Linked DNA regions of Mus musculus: regions 2 and 3 are each linked to region 1. The links are chromatin contacts, called in public Hi-C maps. All regions are on one chromosome and are shown on one strand. Each heading gives the region's core, a stretch centred on a gene start, on an enhancer-like site or on the middle of the called end of the contact. The rest is flanking DNA. Distances are from core to core; before and after follow the strand shown. Region 1 has its middle 55 kb from the start of Med10. Region 2 has its middle 11 kb from the start of 4930547H16Rik. Region 3 has its middle 12 kb from the start of 4930547H16Rik.

Region 1 (3,360 bases), core at 404-2,903:
GACCCACATTACTTCTTAGACTATTCACAGATACCCTTTTCCCCTGTGGCCCTGGGCCGTCCTCCCTCAGGGCCCAGGGCCCTGGCTCTAACATCTACGCCATGCTGTACTTCAAGTCCAGTCAGCACCATTCAACCTCAAGGACCAGATGAAGACGAGGGAGGCAGCTTTTGAATCTTCTTCCTCAACACACTTTCCTCTTGGCTTAAGCAGCAGCTCACTTGACACCGAATACACGATAAATCAGGGTAAATGCAGCAGGATCCCACAGGCCTTGGCTGGGAGGCGTTCTGATTTATCGGAGTCCGTGTCCGATGTCGGATAAAGTAGTTCTGTCAATTAATAATGCTGCCATGCTTGAAATTCGAGTTCACAAACTTGGAGGCACAGATTTGCATGACTCTAGCTCTCTCATGGAAATCACATGGATTTCCACTCTATTCCACTACCGAGTGGCACCTCCTCCACTCAACTAACTCTGCTGCCATCTCATGGAGGACACCCAGGTACAAAAGAATGATAAGTAACATCCTGGTGCTTCAGAGAAGGGCTTCCTGTGGGCAGGGGTATGTTGTATCCAGCTTAGTGGCCACAGAGGAGGACCTGAACCTACTCATGTCCTCTGCTCCCTAGAAGAAGCACCCGTGAGAATGCTTGATAACCCCACCTAGCTCAGATCCTCAAGTGCTCCACCATGGGTGCTCCACATTCTCAGCTGACCCCTTGTAGGACAAAGGTGGTGTGGAGTTTGGGTAAACTTAGGTCAACTGTGAAAGGCAGGGTGGCCTCTCTGTAGCTACATCTAGATCCTTTTGCAGGCTATCTGCAAAATCGCAGCTGGTCACATATCTAAGGAGGAAGAGGACAAGGATGAAGAGGAGGAGGAGGGAGAGGAGGAGGGTGGAGAGCAGGAGGAGGGAGAAGAGGAGGAGGAAGAGGAGGAGGAAGGAGAGGAGGATGAAGAGAGTGAGAAAGAAGAGGAGTAAAGAGGAATAAGAGTACAGAGAGGAGAAAGAGAAGGAGAAGGGGACATGAAGAAGGGGAGGTGTTGGGGAAGAGGAGGGGATGAATGGACAGGAGTGGCCTAAAGGTGACTGACTAAATCAGAGTTAAAATAAAAGCCATCCAGAGACTTTGACTAGTCACACAAAAGCCATCTCAATATCCAGTAAGGGATTATTCTTGAGAAAATGATCTAAAAATGGCTTAGTGCCATCCACGTGATGGGTCCTGAGTGATCATTGCTGTGAGCTTGCCAGCCCTTCATCCACCTAGGCAGGCACTTTCTTAAATTGAAGGGGAGGGGTGTGTGTGGAGAGCAGATAGATTGATGAACAGTGCTGCAGTCTGCCTCTGGAAGCCTGTCTTTCTGTCCTGACTTGTGACCCACTTATAGAAACACACAGTGGATCTGTGGGGAGGTGCTTATACCTGCCTGCATAGGTTGGGTGTGTGTGTGTGTGGAAACTACTATGTAAGCAAGCAGAGAGCTAGAGAGCCCTCAGAAACCTACTGAATGCTGGACTTCGTCACCTCCCTTGGAACCCACCGAGACACGTCTCTAAAGCTAATGCAAGACAGCATTTGCAGTGGGCGAAATCATCAGTACATTACTATCGTGCTTTGTTCCCCCTGCATTCGTAGAAAGAGTGAAACAGTATCAATACTGTTATAAATTCTCTGGTCTCATAGAGGGTTTAACCAAACCCTTCCATCTGTTCGTTCTCCCAAGATGGCAACAAAATCATTTTCTGCCTACAAGAAATAACTTGGAGGAAGGGAAAGTCCTACATCAATTCCAAAGTCGTTTTGATTGTTCTGTGTTTGCCAGAAAGTTCTCAGAGCTGTATTTAGTTACTTTCAGGGAATCAAGCGGTTCTCAATTACACAACCTAGAGGGAGGGGCAAGCGCTTGTCAGGGCATGAGGCATCGCAGTCTTCTGCCAAGCTCAGGGGCTCATTCTGCCTCAGATTTTATAACCCCTGAGGTTAGAGGCAGAAATTGGAAGGAATCAACATGCCTGTGATACACTACAGGGCTCTGGGAGAAAGCTAATTCATAGAGGACCCATGGGTGTGTTCATGGAGAAACACTCATAAACACAAACTCCCCAGCCACAAGCCAAGGAGCCACTCTAAGCAAAGGGTTCTTCTATAGAACACTTTATATGAACCCAACTCTCAGACTTAGCACCCCAACATGACCAACAACTGCGAGGGCCACAACAGAGGACAGATCTCAGGCTCACAGCTGGCCTGTGTGGTGACAAAGCCTCTGTATGCCCCTCTCTCTCTCTCTCTCTCTCTCACTCTCTCTCTCTCTCTCTCTCTCTCTCTCTCTCTCTCTCTCTCTCTCTCTCTCTCTCTCTCTCGTGTGTGTGTGCATGCGTGTATGAAAGCTGTTCCCACTTCTTATTTGCCTCCAAGATTCCCACTCTCTTTATATTCCAGGGACGGGAATGTACATTGCCTTTTGTCCCAGAATATTTTATTTCCACCTTATCACTTGCTATAATTGGTCTGAATACTGTGTTCCTGGAAAATTATTATGTTGGCACACAACTCCCCAGGTTACAGTGTAGAAAGAGGGGTTTGAAAGAGCCCTGAGGGTGGGGCCTCCTTGGTAGTTTTACTGCCTGTAATCTCTAACTTTGTCAACTGAACACTCTTGAAAGTCACCTGGCAAAAAAATGTCTCAGCCAGGGGTTATCTATATCAGGTGGGCTCATGGACATGTCCTGAGGAGAAATTGTTATACTGTAGTCAGCTATTCCCTAGGCAGCCATTCTTAACCTGTATAAGACTGGATATATTGAGATGAGCACGAGCAAGCAAGCTAGCAAACAAGCAAACATGCACTCATTGATGATATTGACCAGGGACATGACAAGACCTGACTTGTGTACCTCTGAGTGACGGACCATACCCAGGAACTGTAAGCACAACCAACCATTTCTTCCACCTTTCTCTCTGTAGTTATCACAAACAAAACAAAAAAAAAACCAAACAAACAAAGCCAGGTCCCTTTAAAAGGAGATTCAAGGATGGCTCCTCCCATCTGACACAGGAAGTCAGAGTAACAGGCTAACTAGCCATCCACTAGGAACTGGATTCTCTGCAGCCACCAAACCTGCCAGTGCTCTAACCTTGAGCGTCTAGACTCCAAAAATGAGGAATAAATTTATTTTGCTTATCTATGATATTTTGTTATAACACCAAGATGGACCAGTATATTTCCAATGTTATTAATTATCTAGAAAATGGTATTTTTCTACTATTTTGATGCCAGGCACGAGACAGAACCTGAGTAACTGTGTCTGCACAAAAGCGTCTGGCTATATCCCAGATGCTCAGTACATA
Region 2 (3,360 bases), core at 496-2,995, 100 kb after region 1:
GCAAAAACAAGTGGTTAGCGCAACTGATTTCCTTCCTCGGCATCAGAACGCCAGGCTGAAGAAACTTCACCGGAGAAGTTTTCATTTGGTGAATGCTTTTCAAGGTTCACAGCTAGTTGGCTCCATTGTTTTGAGGACCACAGAAAGACAAGGCACACAGCGCTCACCTCATAGCAGCTGAGAAGCAAAGAGAGAGAGAAAGATGTTAGGGCCCCAGTATGTCCACCAAAGGGATGCCCCATGACCCATGAACTTCCTCCAACTAGGCTCCACTTCCTAACAGTGCCACGGCTCCAAGGGACCTTAGCTTTTACTAGGTGACTCATTTAAGATCCAAAGTGTGTTGAACAGAAACCAAGTGTCTTGGGGTCAGAAGAAGACAGAACCAGGGGTGAGCCTGACCCCGGGAATGGCTGAGTGATGTTTGCAGCGGTTTGTAACTACTCTAGATGGAGAGCTACCGAGATACAATAGGCATGGACCACAGATGGGTTAGATGCCCTGTACTGCAAACAACAGCCTCAAAACTTAACAATTCTTCTTCTCAAATGGCTGATATGTTAGTAGTGGCATTGAAGAATTAGACAACTACCACGGAGACAAGGCCAAGGGTAATAAGCATCATGAGTATCTTCCAGTTCACTTGGCGAGGGGCCACACATGCTTACAAAGTAGCTGAGGTAGCCACCTGTATTGGAAACGCTTTTAGGATGAGTGTAGCAGTCACTGTGAGTGGGTTATCATTCTTATGTGATTGCTAAGAAACTTGAATTTCATGGAAAGTGGATTATTTTCCTCCCAAATCAACTCCTAGAGTAGTGTCCAGAAAGTCAGCCCATGAGACTGTTTACCGATATCTCTACCTCAGTCACAGGGCTTGGCTAGACTATGACAGGACAAACAGAAGGACATCCCCACTCGTGTACGTGATTCCAGTGGTCACGGAAGCTGAGATTAAACACCATCACCACCGTGCGTGCGGTCCCTGATCTCGTGAGCCATGCTGACAAGGTGGTTCTCCAGGGACAAAGAGCTGCCTGGCTACATCCATGACATTGACCTCAGAGAGGGCATTCATAAAGTCCTTTTAGAACTACTCTGAAACTAGGCCTGATCGTATATCTCGTATCTAGCAGTCAGTCAACAATCACATGCCCACTTTCTCTGAAACTCTTGTGCTCTGCTCAAACACAAAATTAGGGGCAGTGGATGATGGATTGTTCCCGGTTTGATAATCTTTATATTCAGATGTTCTCCTTTATAAAATAGAAGGGGAAGTAAGCTGATGGCAGACAAACTTAGCTTCTGAGGTCATGGGACAATGGGCAGTCAACGGCATAGTAATCAGGAGGACTCAGCATTTGACAGAAGCTTGAGGTAAGTAAATGCTTTAAGGCTTATTTCAAAACACTCTCCATTTACGCATTTCTAGCTCCGTACTAACCCCAAACCCAAGCATTTATAAACTTTTAGCTGTAAAATCCTCCATATCCTAGACCTTGAATGCTCTAGCCTCTCTTGCATCTCCCCCCCCCCACACACACACACACACACACTCAGGGTGTGACGCTGGAAAAGTGTCACGGCAGGCCAGGTCTCATTTCCTCCTCACACAGGCCTTGTTCCAGGTCGAAGCACAGTTTTTGTGTGGTACTTTTAAAAATAGCCCGCTTGGGTTCCAAGCGCAAGCTAGCTCATCATTGCCTAAGCACTGCCTTGGAGAGGAGCCCAGACTGGAGGCTGCAAGAGGTGTGGGAGCCAGGCAAGGGAGCCAGACAGATGGGCCGAGGCTCTGAACGATGCGCAGACCACAGTGCAGCCATGAACGACATGCTCCACTGTGGCCACCTAGGAGTCAGCCCTTGAGTCCCACAGACAGATGAACATTGGGAGTAAGCCCATGCAGGACCCCAAAGCTGGTTCTCCCGCCTCACTGGATGGCCAGTCTCAGCTTACTGGTGACTCCCTCTTCAGTTTTGGTCTATGCCTTTTCAGTTGTCAGAAACACCGAGAGACCTGATCTTCACCCTCCCATAGACCTGGTCTGAGGACAAGGAAGGGATGGATGGTCCTTTTATTTTGTCTTTGTTATTCCCAGAGGCTCTTCTGGAGACGGGAGGGGAGTGCAGGGTAAGGGAGCCAAGGCTTCTTCCCACCAGTCTCTCTGTTTGTATCAAGGTTCCCATCCTCAGGGCCCTGGTTCCAGTGCTCAGCTGGACACAGAGAAGAGGGTGAGACCCACTAACAGGCAGCTCATGACCTACATGAGGGAAAAGAATAAGTAAGACCAGGTCTTAAATTTCTAGGTGAATTCTGTCAAACAGAGCTAACTGAAGAGAGTCACAGCCCCCCCCCACACACAGACACACACATACACACACAGAGACACACAGAGACACAAATAGATATATACACAGACACACAGAGACACACACAGAGACACAAATAGAAATACACACACACACATACAAACATATACATACACAGACACACATACACACACAGAGACATACAAACATACATAGACACATACACACACAGACACACAGAAACATACACATATACACACATATGCACACATATACACATACATACATACATACACACACACATACATACACTCATATACACATACATTCACACACATACACACACATAAACACACATAAACACACACACATACACACATAGACAGACAGAGACATACACATATACACACATATACACATGCACATACACATATATACACACGCACATATATACACATATACACACATAACACATACATACATACACATACACACATATACACATACATACACACACATATATACACATACACTATACACTGTCCTACTCAAGTGTCCAGGATGCCCCCAAAGGACATGTTCAGCCAAGCAAGATAAAACAACAACGCAGCCTTCTGGACTAGAGATTGCTCATCATAATCTGTCTGTCTGTGATTTAACTTAATGACAGACTGTGAAATCACACAGAGGATAGCTGGGAGTTAATTCTAAACGCTCAGAGTTCAAAGTTCCTAGATCATCTAGAAGCCTAATCACTGTGCCACTGGACACAGGTGCTGCGCTCAGTCATGGAAGTGATGCAGAGGTCCACCGCTGTTCCCCAAACAGATCCTGCCAGGATTTCACACATCCACTTTCTACAGCTCGGGAAGGCTGGAAATGGAAGCCACAGCCATCTAGGGTGAACAACGGGTGCGGGCAGAAGACAGGGAGCAAGTGCCATTTGGGTTAACAGACTCCTTGGGAAGAGGAAGGTTCCTTTGTTTGGGCTGCCATGCAATAGGTCACAGCTGGGTGGCTAAAGAGCAAAACGTACCGTCACCCCCTTCTG
Region 3 (3,360 bases), core at 594-3,093, 81 kb after region 1:
TTCATGTTAGAGCTTGAAAAATGAACGGGGGTGGGGGGGCTTCTTTTTGGGTCAGAGGCTCAGGTAAACAAAGGTCTCACTAAATCCTCCTTGACAGTCCCCAGGTTAATGCCATGGCCCATCTCCTGTGCTCTCTGGGAGATGTCTAAGTGACAACTCACTTTCAGGAATAAAGAAGTGAGCTTGATCAGATGTTTAATTTGCATAGACCACTGTACACTTGCCAGTAGGCTAGAATGCTATCTTAGTTAGGGTTTCCATTGCTGTGAAGAGACACCAAGACCAAGGTAACTCTTATAAAGGGACAATATTTAATTGGGTGTAGCTTATGGGTTCAGAGGTTCAGTCCATTATCATCATGGCAGGAAGCATGGCAGCATCCAGGCAGGCATGGTGCTGGAGGAGCTGAGAGTTCTACATCTTCATCTGAAGACTGCTAGGAAAAGACTGGCTCCCATGTTGTTTGGAGGAGGGTCTCATTGTCCAGCCCCACAGTGACAAACCTCCTCCAACAAGGCCACATCTCCTAATAGTGCCACTCCCTAGGCCAAGCTCATTCAAACCACCACAAATGCTTTCCTAAAAATTGCATAGCTGGCTGGGCATGGTGGTGCACACCTTTAATCCCAGCACTCGGGAGGCAGAGGCTGGCGGATTTTTGAGTTCGAGGCCAGCCTGCTCTACAGAGTGAGTTCCAGGACAGCCAGGGCTACACAGAGAAACCCTGTCTCAAAAAAAAAAAAAATTGCATAGCTGAGCAACCTTTGCTGCTTATTAAGGATGCATCAAGGAAAGGCATTCTAGCCCCATATCTCACCATTCCTGTGGCCTCAGGAATGCTCATTCTATGCCTACAGCTTCTCTAGGAAAGCTGCCTAGACCAAAGCCATTTGAAGTTTGGGCAGTAGCCAAGCTCAGCATAGTGACAAGGTTAGCCAAGAGCAAAATGATATGAGAATGAACAAAGACACTCAGGAGCTGATGGCAGCCTGTGCTTCTTGCCTGGACCTCAGTCCCCAGTCAGTTTTGGGAGTGTGTCTCTGTCTTAAATATGGAGTGGGATCCATACAGTGTTCATCTGAATGTCATCCCAGAAGGTCTTGGGAATGTGTCAGTCAATTGAGAAGTCGTTGTGGGGTACGAGGACATGTGCTTTCACATAAAAGAACCACCATCTGAACCTTACCAGCCTTGAACTCCTCTGTGACCATTCTTGCTGGACTGACCCCAAGAACAAAGCAACAGCGGCTGTAGGAGAAAAGCAGAGAGACCTCTCACCTCTCTAAAACAAGCTTAGGAAACTACCATAATACGGATATCTCACAGACAAAACCCAGGGGCTCCTCAGATAGTTGATGAATCTCTGGAAGCTTTGTGTTCTCTGCCATCATGGTGGGCTTTTTCAAGATCATGGGCAAGTCTATGATAAATTTATCTCAAATGTCAATTCCAGTAGAGCCTGCCAGTAGAGCATAAAATTAAACTTGGACCAGAATAATGGTATGAATCAAGCATGCTTCAACCTGGAACCACCACTCCAACTGCTGTGATCATGATACTATGGTAGAAAGTCACAGTATCCCCAGTCCTGAGCAGAAATAAGGGACAAACACTGCCTCCTGTCATCTCTGTATTCTGAGCCTGCAACTGTGACAGAGAGATAGGTTGGAGAATAATAGCTCAGTCTTGTGATGCCTCGCACCATGGAAACACATGTGTGGCAACCTTTCTACTCACCAGAGTGTATGCCATAGATACAGGGCCTCCTCTGTGATGGAGCACTTCACAGTAAGTACCACCAGTGAGATCAACCATGATGAGAGGCTTAAATTAGAGAAACAGAAGCCTTGCCTCCCAGGCAGAGCTCTGCTAAGGACAGCAGAACCTGTTCTATTTTGGCTCACACTGTTGAGCTTCCCATGCAGAAATTTAATAAGAAGACAGTGCATTGAAAAGGCTTGGGATCTGGTGGGATTGCTCCCAGTACAGTGACATGGAACAATTGATAAAGACATACAGCGGTGTTGCTTTGCTTTGAACTATCTCCCTCCCACTGAAGACATGGGTAGCCCTTTGAGGGCTGAAGTGCTCTCTTGTAAAAAGAACTCTGGAGCAAGCCATCTCTGCAAGCGCGCATGTAAAAGTGACAACTGAGACCTGAGAGGGAGTTTAACAATATGTTTGTGACAGATAACTTTGAATATTCAGGAGTGGAAAGATAACATTTCTCAACTGCTTCTTTAATTACAGCCTTGGAAGAGGAGGCTGTCAGCTCCACCTTCGTTCAGGAAGCTGTCTGTGATGTCTCCATTCATTATGACTGTCTATGTACTCCAGAGAGAGTTCTCAGTTGCCCTGTAACAGTAATGCCCTGTGGTGGGTCTCAGACAGGGATAGAGGCTTATCCCATGCCAGAGGTCAGTGGTCAGTGTAGTTCTGCAAAAGACGACTGAGGTTAAGTGTCATGTGCATAGTCTCACAGAGCTCAGCCTTTGAGGGGGCGTCCATCAGAGCAAATATCATGGCCATTCCATATACTGCCCACCCTCCCACCAAACACCAACATCTATCGTGCCCCCAACTGAACCAAACCTGTCTGGTTCACCAATGTCTTTGTTTATAAAAAGAGTACAATTAGGAGACACCTGGGTGTGTGCTCTTTTAAAAGCCAAATAATATGTAGGAATCCCCAAGAAGGATTAAACCACTTCAACTATGGGTTTTATCTAACGGTTCATTTCCAAAGAACCGAGTATAGAAATGTAAAGTAGTAACTGCCATGCAGTGGCCTCACAGACACCACCAAAGCCAAAGGGCTAGGGTTGTTTGCTGCAGTAACATCACATTGAGAGCCTTTGCCTTTGTGTTGCACTGACTGGTTTTGTCTATCAACTTGACACAAGCTTCAGTTAACACAGAAAAAGGAGCCTCCCTTGAGGGAATGCCTCCATAAGATCCAGCTGTAAGGCATTTTCTCAATTAGTGATCAAGGGTGGGAGAGCCCATTGTGGGTTATACCATCCCTGGGCTGGTAGTCTTGGGTTCTATAAGAAAGCAAGCTGAGCAAGGCAGTAAGCAGCACCCCTCCATCAGCTCCTGCCTCTCAGATCCTGCCCTGACTTTCTTTGGTGATGAACAGCAACATGGAAGTGTAAGCTGAATAAACCGTTTTCTCCCTAACTTGCTTCTTGATCATGATGTTTTGCACAGGAATAGAAACCCTGACTAAGACAGTAGAGTACACAGGAGAAGAAAAAGAACATTTGTAAACAAATTTTAGAAACCCAAAACTCTCAAGTCACAAACCAATGTTTATTTCTCAGTTTGACAACAACACAGTAATTACGAACGATGTTAACA

Evidence for each region. Hi-C and Micro-C count contacts between places; a contact is called where the count stands out from the background.
Region 2: a contact with region 1 is called in a Hi-C map of cortical neurons, with 4 times the contacts expected there. The contact joins two enhancer-like sites. A contact is called at or near these places in 6 of 484 Hi-C or Micro-C datasets (Th1 cells, cerebral cortex, cortical neurons and 2 more).
Region 3: a contact with region 1 is called in a Hi-C map of cortical neurons, with 2.9 times the contacts expected there. The contact joins two enhancer-like sites. A contact is called at or near these places in 5 of 484 Hi-C or Micro-C datasets (Th1 cells, cerebral cortex, cortical neurons and 2 more).

The regions. Positions count from the first base shown.
Region 1 is chr13:69,863,539-69,866,898 of GRCm38.p6, reverse strand. No RefSeq gene overlaps it. Among named protein-coding and RNA genes, the nearest start is that of Med10, 55 kb to the right of the region's middle. Within about 2 kb of position 1,653, at least 7 of the 459 cell types and tissues checked have an H3K27ac peak or open chromatin away from gene starts, as enhancers often do. A contact at or near this core is called in cortical neurons, where this site is marked.
Region 2 is chr13:69,759,961-69,763,320 of GRCm38.p6, reverse strand. No RefSeq gene overlaps it. Among named protein-coding and RNA genes, the nearest start is that of 4930547H16Rik, 11 kb to the left of the region's middle. Within about 2 kb of position 1,745, at least 48 of the 459 cell types and tissues checked have an H3K27ac peak or open chromatin away from gene starts, as enhancers often do. A contact at or near this core is called in cortical neurons, where this site is marked.
Region 3 is chr13:69,783,119-69,786,478 of GRCm38.p6, reverse strand. No RefSeq gene overlaps it. Among named protein-coding and RNA genes, the nearest start is that of 4930547H16Rik, 12 kb to the right of the region's middle. Within about 2 kb of position 1,843, at least 6 of the 459 cell types and tissues checked have an H3K27ac peak or open chromatin away from gene starts, as enhancers often do. A contact at or near this core is called in cortical neurons, where this site is marked.